2 separate regions of the Anas platyrhynchos genome follow, and region 1 is linked to region 2. Evidence: chromatin contacts called from public Hi-C data. All regions are on one chromosome and are shown on one strand. Each heading gives the region's core, a stretch centred on a gene start, on an enhancer-like site or on the middle of the called end of the contact. The rest is flanking DNA. Distances are from core to core; before and after follow the strand shown. Region 1 holds the start of HTR4 (5-hydroxytryptamine receptor 4). Region 2 has its middle 9.4 kb from the start of FBXO38.

Region 1 (5,031 bases), core at 33-2,532, 180 kb after region 2:
CCTAGATGCCCCAAAGCAGCAGAGACTTACAGCTGTGTAATGTTTTAATTACTCACCCTTCTACAAAGTTTCCATAGGGGAAGTTTGTTTTGGAGCTAGGCGAGATGCTTTGGGGGTTTGAGGAAATGACACAAGTTTTTCATTCAGACACAGCTCCATCCCTCCTCGCATCAGATCCACAAATTGGCTCCTTTCCCAGTACCTGAATGCACTTAGAAATGAATAGGACACCTGCTAACTTCCCTCATCTTTGGAGTAAGTCTGAGCAAGGTTGATGTTCAGCAGCAAAGAAACACGTAGCCTCAGTGCCATGGGATTGGAATGGATACAGAGCCTGGACAGCCTGGATGTGACAGGGAAAGCTTTGCACTGTGGACCCCAGGACGTGGCTGTCAGAGCACAGAGCTATCTGAATTCCAACAGCTCTGCTCCTGGAAAACATCTTCCTTCAACATCACTTAAGTAATATTTCCTATTCCTGCAAAGACCGACAAGTCTCTCTCCCTGGTAACTTTCTCAGTGGCATCAGGCTCCTGTTCTGTCCCAGCTGGAATACTGGTTTTCTCCTTCTTGTGGGTCACCGCTGACAATTCCAGCAGTTTGCAGAATATCACTAGTTGAACAGATGCAGTGGCACGCATTCTGATAACAAATCCCAGTAGGAACCCCGAGGGGGGTGCTCCTACCTCGCTGGCTGTCTGCACTCACACACCTCAGCCTTCCCCCCCAGCTACACCAACAAAAGCAACGGCACAAGTCAACACCGACGCTCCGGGCACCCGCAGATGCCCACATAATGCCACATACAAAGGCACAGCCACGACACACAAGTCTGGGTGCACACTGAGTGTGGCTGCACACCGGATCAGGGCGCACACCGCCTTCACCCCCCGAAGCGGGCTGGTGCATTCACACAGGTGCAGCGCACGGAGCCAGCCCCGAGCAGAACGAGGGACGGCAGCTCCGGACCGACCCCACGAGTCCGAGTCCCGCCGGCGTCCGCCCCCCGTCCAGCCCCGTCCCCCTGGATCTCCCCGACCCTCGATCCCCTCTCTCCCCGCTCCCAGCTCCCCGGGGCTGCCCCGGGGCCGTGCCGCCGCCTTACCAGCGCCGAGCCGGAGCCGGGCGCACGGCGCGGCTCCCCAGGCGGTGCGCCTCCTCATCGCGGCGGCGGGGCAAGACGGGATGCCCGGGCCGGTGCCAGCGGGGGCTGTAGGTGTGCTGACGGGGTGCGCGGGGGTGACCGTCGGCCGCCCGCGGGGCTGCGGCGCTGCCCGCCGAGGAGCGGCAGCAGCGCAGAGCGCGCTGCCCCCGCCCCCCCGCTCCGCGCCCGCGGGGAGCGCCCGCCCCCGGCCCCCGGCCCGCCCCGGCCCGGCCCCCGGCCCCCCCAGTCTCCCACCTGGCCCTCAACCCTCCCCGGTCCCCCCCGGACCGCGCCGGTTCCCCCTGTCCCGCCCCGGTCCCCGCCGGTTCCCCCCTGCGCACCCCAACTCTGGCGCGCAAAGTTGCACCCGTCCCGCTGCCGCCTCGCCCCCCCCTGGATTCCCAAGCTGCAGGACACCCCCCGGGTCGAGTGGGACCCCAAATCCCCCACCCCCGATCCCGGCAAAGGCCGTCAGGAGCTTCACTTCCAAGCCAGCTTCAGGGGTTTGTCCCCCCCGGGTGAGAAAAGCGCGGAGCAGAGCCCTGGGAGATGTTGGGAGCCCGTTTTTCACTTGCGGTGTCAGCCCAGCTCCGTTGGCATCAGGAGAGCATTGGCAGCTGAAAATCCGGCCCTGTGACCCTAAAACCCTCTGTCTTGGCAGAAGTGGCCACCACAGGCAGCTCATCATCACGGTTTTTAAAGTGACTATTGCAATAACGGACTGAGCATAAAAGCAGGACCTGAGCAGCTCCATCTTCAGGTGTGCTCGCCCCCACACCCGGATCTGAACTTGCGGGTTTTGGGGACATTAAGGGTTTCAAGCTGCAGTGCGCAGTCACTTGGACATTGCCTGTAAACATCTCATGTATACACGCGGCCGTGAGCCGACAGCTGCAGGGAGGATTTCTGACCAGACCTGCTTTTGGAAGTGAAGCGGTAGTTTTCCACCTGCCAGCACTCGGTTTTGGCTGCATCCCCAGGGTCTGGCAGGATTCCCTCCACCTCCAGTGCCTCTGGGTCTCCGTGAGACCACGGTCCTCCCTTCCCTCTGTGTAACAACATGGGCTCCGTGCTGTGCCCTAAGAAACATGCACAACAGCCACTGCTGAGACAGGTAATTCACAAACTGAAACCCAAGTCGTGGGGCTACAAACGTTGGCTGATCTGACTCTGGGAAGCTGAGGCTGCTGAGTGAGATCCACGGCACGGGCTCAGGCAGAGCACCATGCTCACACAATGCCTCGTGGGCTTTGTGAGATGCCCCGAGGGGCGGCATGGGGAACCCTAAAGGCTGCTGCTTCTCAGAGGAGAACTGTACTGGGACAGGGTGATCCAGAGCACACAAAGGCTCAGAGAAGTAATTTTGTTTGTAGCTATTTGTTTCATGTCTTGTATTTGGGTCCTTCCACCTGGAAATGGGACATTTTCAAAGGTGTGCAGAGGCAGAGAAACCAGAGCGCCCAACAATGTAAAATATACATTGCTTGCTGACATGTCAAGTTTCCAAAAACAAATGCATATTAAACAGTTTCTTATCAACTTGTTTGATAAGAAACATTTTTTAAGGATCTGAGGATTTTTGACAGATCTTTCAACTGCCTTCTCTGAAAATTTGGCGGTATTTTCAGCCACAGCCAGAAAACATGCTTCCCAGGCTGCCAGGCGTCGTGTTTGTTGCATGCATTTGTTCATCACTATAGTAACTGAAAGGCAGATTAAGAATAACATTAAGGAAAGTAGGACTGGGATTAAATCCCTGAAGCAACACCTTGTCACCTTTTGGCTTCTCAGACTTGCACCACCGAGGCCAGAGTGGACAGGGCTGGGCTGGATGGAGCTGAGAGAGGTCATTTTGAAACTGAAAGTTTGTCCTGAAACAATTTGGTTTCGTCTTCTCTGTAGTACTATTTTTCTGGACAACTCCTTGTTATAGCTCCTCTACTTTCCTGCTCACTCAGTACTGGTTTGGTTTGCTCTCTGTTCACAGTAGCACGCAGCTGTAGCTCCTCCAGACAGGACTGCAGCCCTCGGAGCTCACTTCCCTTCACAGTTGTTCTGAGCTGGGATCTCCCTGAGGATCAGGATCAAGAGCCAAGGATGGTGGGGAAGGGTGCATGAAGGAGGCAGACTGCAAGACCCTCCTGTTTTGGGGTGCTTCTGCACCCTAAGAACAGAGCATGTCATAGCTTTGGGACAGATTAGAGCACAACTCCTTTTCATGCAAATCGCTCTCCAGGATTATCAAAGAGTTTATTCAGCACAAATGGGATGCCTACAAAAATTTAATTAAAAAGAAAAATTGGAAAGGATTATAGAGGGAGATAAGGCAATGGCTTTTTTTTTTTCCTCCTTTTTTCCTTCTGTAACAATAATAAAGCCAAAGATCTAGTTGAGAAAAGAAGTCGTCAAGTGATTCATCAGGACTGAATCACAGTTGCTGTGCAGCGGAACACGCTGCCTTCACTGCTGCAGCAGGAACTCCGGAGCTGCCTCAGATCACTGGCTGCGCTTTCAGGCACAGATGTAAGCCAGAAAGAGGGAGATAAAACCAAGTTGACAGGGATGCTTTTTGGTGTGCGCAGCATGCTCCCTTTGAATGCAGCATGGTCTCCTTCGTCCAGTTGCGTGGGATGGATTTTATTAAAAAGAGAGCCTGAATAAATGTGAATTCTTTGAGGGTTATACCTGCCATTAGATCATGCAGCCCTCCCACTCTGCTGAGGAAGGACTTCTTTCTCTTTTCTATTCCAAACAGCAGCTTCTCTGCTCTCGCTGGGAGGTTACCACCACAATCAGCACTGCTCCTGGCCATGGCAGCTGATGGTACCCAGACCTAAGGGAAAAAGTCCAGCTATGGCAGCTGAATGCCTCAGACTTCTCAGTGGTTTGTATCCCAAAAGCATTTTGAGAAGGAAACCTCTGAGAAGAGGTAAGGCACTAGGAAAATTCTGGTCTTCATCTGACTGAAAGCACCAGCTGATGCGGTGCTCATCCTTCCTTAGAAGTATGTCTCACTGTTGTCACCTCCTCCTTTCCTTACATTATTCATTATCTGGGCCAGGGAGCTCTCTGGATCCCACACCACTTCCCTGCAGCCAAGTTCCTGGACCCACGATAAAAGCACGCAGCCTGATGGGAAGTATCCAACCCGAAGTGATCAACAAGAAGGGGGTCACACCAGTGGGACCTCAACAGCCAGGTCTTTAGGTACACAAACTGCAACAGCTGTGGTATGAAATCCTGCTACTTGTCGAGCACTGATTTATTCACCACACCTGCTTTATAAGACTATATGTACATGGATATGTAAATCTAAAACGTAGTTTATGGCAGGTCTGACTTTTAGCTTTAGAGATGTGTAAGATCAACTACCCCTTTCCTGGTTACATTTGTGCTAGAGCCTGGTATCAGGGGACGAGTTTGTCTTTTTTTTTTTTTTTATGAGAGACCATTTTTTGGAGACAAATTTCCCATTTACAATCCATGAGCTGGAAGCTACAAAACAATCCATCAGGAATTTAAGGACGAGGGAGGGTGCAATGACAGCCAATAAATGAAGCACCCTGAGCAGAAAGGCTGGTGCTGCAGGGAGGACAGAAGGCAGTGCCTGCACTGGGGCTGCCTCCTCCTGGGCTGCCTCCTCTCATCCCTCCCTGCAGGATTGATCTTGCAGGCTGGCACTGCTCCTGGCTCTGCTTCTTCTCCGTTGCTCCCCAAGACGGAGCAGTGTCTGTTGGAGAAGTATGCTTCCCTGCTCTTGCAGTGCAGAGTGAATTGGGTTGTGTACTCTGCTCTCCAGCATCGTCCTCAGGTTTTGGAGGCAAGAGACCTGGTTTGGAGGCAGTGATCTACCTCCTGCCTTGCCCCCGGCATTGAAGAGAGCTGGC
Region 2 (5,169 bases), core at 330-2,829:
CAGTTAACCTAAAAGTCTCTAAGAACAGGGCATGACAATGTCTTGAGTGAGAAAGATTAAGTTGGGAAAACAAAGTCAAACTCTGATGTTTCATCACAACATCAAAAAATCCAGCAGACAATTTTGGGGATATTTCCCAATATCCCCAAGTATATATCCCAATAATATATTGAATATTATATTAATATTTTATAAAAATATTAAATAATAAATATCCCAAGTCTTCTGGCTTGGCCTGTTACATCCAAAGTGGATATTCACACCACCTGCTTTCGTATATTTAGATATTTAAGCACTAGTGTGTGTGAATCAAACCTAAGATAATTAAGTTTCCTATGGAGCCATTGGACATCCACAGGGGTGATTGAGAGCCCTGTAAGTCTAAGTCTAAGCCTAAAATAGACAGTATATACATCCATCACAGATGCCAGACTCCTGGGACTCTAATTCTTTTCTCATCATTTCTGACATAAAAGAGTAGTAGAAAGTAGCTGGAGAGCAATACTCTCCAACATGGTATGCTTGTGCTATTTTTCTGCCCATGCTAGCATCATGTGATGGTCTACAGCTACAGAGAATGCTGAGAACCACACCAGCTTTTGCCACATACCAGAGCAAAGAATATGATTTGCATGTTGCTGTAAATGACATCTGAAAAAAAATGCTGAAGTAGCCTGACAATCTGGACAATCAAGTTTGTGCAATGTAGCAATGACATAGAAATATGGGGAAGGAAAAATATATGTAGCTTGAGTGAGCTGATGAAACACACTCAGATCCTGCTTACTAGAAAATAAAATAGAGAGAGCCAGATACTGGCATAGAATGGAAAAATAGAGCAGATCTCCTTGCACTGATAGAGGACTAGAGTTTTCAAAACTCTACTCCGAAAAAAACCTGATGTGTCATTGAGGTATCTATCTATCCATCTATCTATCTATCTATCTATCTATCTATCTATCTATCTATAAATGTATGTGTGTATGGAGAAGGAAGAGTCTTCATGGTATGGTCTTCTGATGCACTTTTTTAACTTTTAAGAGAAGACATAATGAAATACAGGCCTGAAAATCAGATGGCTTGGATTCCTGAAAAAGAGAATAACAGTGCTATAATAAAACTATTTCACCTGTCCATAAAGGGCAAACTTTATTTTCTAATATTGCTGTTACTGTCATTGTTCTTGCACACAAGTACAGAGGAGGAAGAGCACTGGTGCTCTACGTGCTCAGTGTAAGTGATGAGCCCCGTCCCAGGTATCTTAGAGATTGACCTGGAAGGCAAACTGCTGAGGTGGAATATTGTCACTTCAATCAAAGCATCATAGATACCAGAACCATATGGCTGTGCCAGAACCAAACTCCTACACTACCAATTACCTTCTTAAAGACATCGAGGGCAACATGAAAAATTGCCAGCTGTACTGGCAATTGCAACTGTAGTTGCTATTGCATAAAGCATTCTTTAGATCATACCAGAATTCCATGTCTCTGAACAGAAGATAATACCAGATGACTGAACGGTGAAGTATAATGGAATATAGTTCACATTCAACTGACCTCATTACGGTTGTATCAGTGTCTGGTCAGCCTGGAGAGCTGGATTCTAACCCTGCCCTAAAAACAGTGTGATACTGCTCAGGCTGTTTACAATAAACAGCTCAAAGTTTATCTCATGCCTGTTTAGTGTATCCAGTTATTACAATTATTCAGTATTTCTCAATCTTTTAATAATATTAAGTATTTGGGAAAAACAAAAACAACAGCAACAGCAACAAAAACAAAAACAGGCCCTCATTGTCTCAAATACAGACTATATAATCATAAGACATTTTCAAGTATTTCATCTTAATATAGTAAGATCTTACTACATAAAGCTCTGTAACATGTAGTTGCAGAGAGAACTGGTAAATAAAATGTCGTCACCAAAACACCTATGAAGTTCTTACCACTTAGCAAAATTCTAGCATTCTTTATTTCAGCCATGTGTCACGAGATATCTTAAAAGCTTGTTTTTTCAATTTCCATGCTTTAAATTCCAGATTCTGGATCAAAAGAAGTGGAGGAGGAAAAGTTCTGTATGCTAGAGAATTAGACATTGCAGATAATTTTATTTCAAGATTATCACAGACCATGCTATTGTTATATGTTAATGTCATGTAAAACTCCCCATTTTAGTGCAGGAAGTCATACTTATTTGAAATCTTCTATTAATGTAGTTGATTTTCACCACAGAAATTTGTGTTAATATATGCTATGTATCTGAATTATTGTCCTATACTCTTGTTGGAGGAGGAAAAGAACCTGACAAGTGAGGAACTAACTTTTTCTTTCTCCTTGGAAAAAATGGTTGTAGGATTCTACATACTCACTTAAAAGAGACAGAATCCTTTTTTGAGTTTAACAAGCCACATAGAGAAAAACATGTATCTGTCAGGAAAAATAAAACAAGAAGTCATGATAATGATCAAGAAATGTGAGACACATTTTTCCAATTCTGTGGGACATGAGCTGTGTTAAACTATTGAGATGTGAGCAAACATATGTAGATACACATTTAAAATCTGAAAAACTGAGAAGAAATAAGACCTTTAATTTCCCTTGTTTATTAGACTTCAAAATTCCAGTACAAGTTGGTCAGAGGAACCAGTAATTATGAAGCTGTCCTCCTGTTAGGCCTACATCAGCTACAAGCATGAGAAGTCTCGTGTCCCATGCCCAAAGGTTAATGTCTCTTCAAAGAACAGCAGACTCTCTTGAAAGAGAAGTATGTCACATACATCTTCTGCTAACTTGGCCATGTTGTGACCATGCTCCTTCAGACCTCCCAGAAGCAGCACCTGAGGGTAGAGAAGTGCCATGTAGGCACGGGGAAGGCTGTTTTCCCATCCATGCCACTGAGCTGCCATCTTCTGGGAGAAGCACAGCACATCCATTGATGCTGTCCTCCCACCTGTAAACCTATACCCTTTCTGAGCACAGCTGAAAAGAAGATGATTGCATGCAACACAGAGCATAACAAAAGACGGACAGATTTGTTTCTGCTGCTGTATTCTCTCAGATTCTCCACCCTGCAACTGGTTTCTGCTCCTGCATTGGACAAGCCCACCACTGCAAGGGCTGGAGCTGCACTTACATTCATAGACTTATGTGCAACTTCACAGGAGGGCTTGAGGATGTTGTTAAGGAGGGACTCACACCCTTCCTAACAGGGGAATGACAAAACATGGGAGTTCCCTCCCTATTCCCAAGAAGTAATGAATGGGGCTCATCCTGGCCCCAGCCCTTACCTATCTCTCACAACAGCCAGTAATGTATATGAATTTCTAAGCAATGCCTCCATGTTTTCAAGCAACCAAAGCACATTAATAGCTATTTAGAACATGTTCACTGGGTAGTTGAATGGCCTCTTTCTCATGAGAGGAAATTATAACAGCTTTAATCAATCAGAGCAACAGAAGACAGCTCTGGGTGACTTATAGTCAGGGAAGATGAGACAATTCCACTCAGTGCAATCAAAATGCCTTGGTAGCATATGATCTGGCAGGACTTCCAATTTATGAAATTGTAAATACAATTCATTATTCAAATACCAGTAGAGAGGTACTTTCTCTTGTTAATGAACTTAACTTTCTTCAATTGGATATCTACAGCACGAATTTTGTCTTACAGACTATATTTTTTTCCATAAATCCTTCCATAATTAAAGAACATGAGAAATGATTTCATTAATTTGTAAACCTCATTACTGCCAAGACCACTATGGCTTGAATAACTTTAAACCATTGCAAACAGGTATGTAATTATCCATGTTGAGACTACCTTCCCTGAAGGGAGAAGACGTAATCCCAGAATCTTCTATATGTAAATTACGTCTCATGGACAAATACATGACCAGTGCAGATATGAACTGTAATGACATGGGTACAGGTAGTAGGGTGGTATTTCAATTAAACAGGCCAACAAAGGCAAGTATTAGTAATAAGTAGTAAATATATATATTTTACAGTATCAGTGCAACATTAATCCCAAAGATTTTGTAAAATGTTCTTTAGCTTTTTCAGGATGAAAAGGGGTATGTACATGCCTTCACAAAATAGAAGTTATTCTTTCAAACATTGATTGAATATTCTTAAGTGAAGAAGACAGGAAAACGTGTGGGGAAGGTATTTAAACCTTGGTGAAAACATTACTGACACATAAGAGAGACCTGGTATGTCAGAATCCTTTTTCCCCAGCAAGTAACAGCTGTGGGGAGAGGAGCAAAACGCTTACTGCTGACTTGGTGATGCAGGTGAGACTCATTAGGTACCAGCTTTCTTATAAGTATGGAGAAACATTTTTCTAGAAAGAAAATAGGGATAGGTTGGAGTTTATGATACATGAAGAAAATTTATAGGAACTATATTGACAGAAGTACGTGCAGATCCAGGAAAAGCAATATGTAAGTTGTTAACTAGAAGAAACAGTATGTACATTAGTTTTGGAATTTTCTTGTCCTGTAGTTTCTATTTGGAACTACATGGGTGTTCAATAAGTTGTTCCCTTAGAGTCATTTAGTTTTGAAAAGTTTACAAGTTTTTGATATGTAGTTAGTTTTCATATGTAGTTAGCTTCCAATTTTGACATAAATTGGGATGGAAAATGTCTCAGAAAATTAAAGCTTACAAATATCTTCTGTGAGACTTAGAAGTACTGAGAGTCTGTGAGTTGTAGACTTTTTTTTTTTTTTTTTAAGCATAAAGGGATACATTAAGTCCCTTGGGTCTCATATTTTTTTATGATTTAATAATATTTGTGCTACAGAAATAAGATCATGAAACTTCCCTAAAATACAAACTTGCAGTATGTATGTCTGAACAGCCACAGATACGTCTCAGTGTCCTAGACAAAAGTAAGCAGAGCAAGTGCTCTAGCACTAATTTAAGCAACACAGATATCCTCTTAGTTATGTAAGCTTATTGGTAGTGTACTATATGTAACGCAGCACAACATTTCATAATAAAGTTGATTAAGACCAGAAAAAAATTGCTTTTATTGATAGCTGTCCAGTATCTCTAGTTCCTAACTGTTTTGCATGTGGTTCTAGTTTAAGTATTCTGGAGCATTTCAAATTTCAAAACTCCTGTAGCAGTAGAGTTGTTATAAATGGCTCAGGATTCAAATTAGG

What was found. Hi-C and Micro-C count contacts between places; a contact is called where the count stands out from the background.
Region 1: a contact with region 2 is called in a Hi-C map of liver, with 2.6 times the contacts expected there. The contact joins the promoter of HTR4 here to the enhancer-like site in region 2. A contact is called at or near these places in 2 of 8 Hi-C or Micro-C datasets (liver and subcutaneous adipose tissue).

Annotation. Positions count from the first base shown.
Region 1 is chr14:20,273,600-20,278,630 of IASCAAS_PekinDuck_T2T, forward strand. It overlaps HTR4 (5-hydroxytryptamine receptor 4), which reads right to left and starts at 1,283. Exons shown (of 8, transcript XR_003499460.3): 1 at 1,106-1,283.
Region 2 is chr14:20,093,897-20,099,065 of IASCAAS_PekinDuck_T2T, forward strand. No RefSeq gene overlaps it. Among named protein-coding and RNA genes, the nearest start is that of FBXO38, 9.4 kb to the right of the region's middle. Within about 2 kb of position 1,580, at least 2 of the 8 cell types and tissues checked have an H3K27ac peak or open chromatin away from gene starts, as enhancers often do.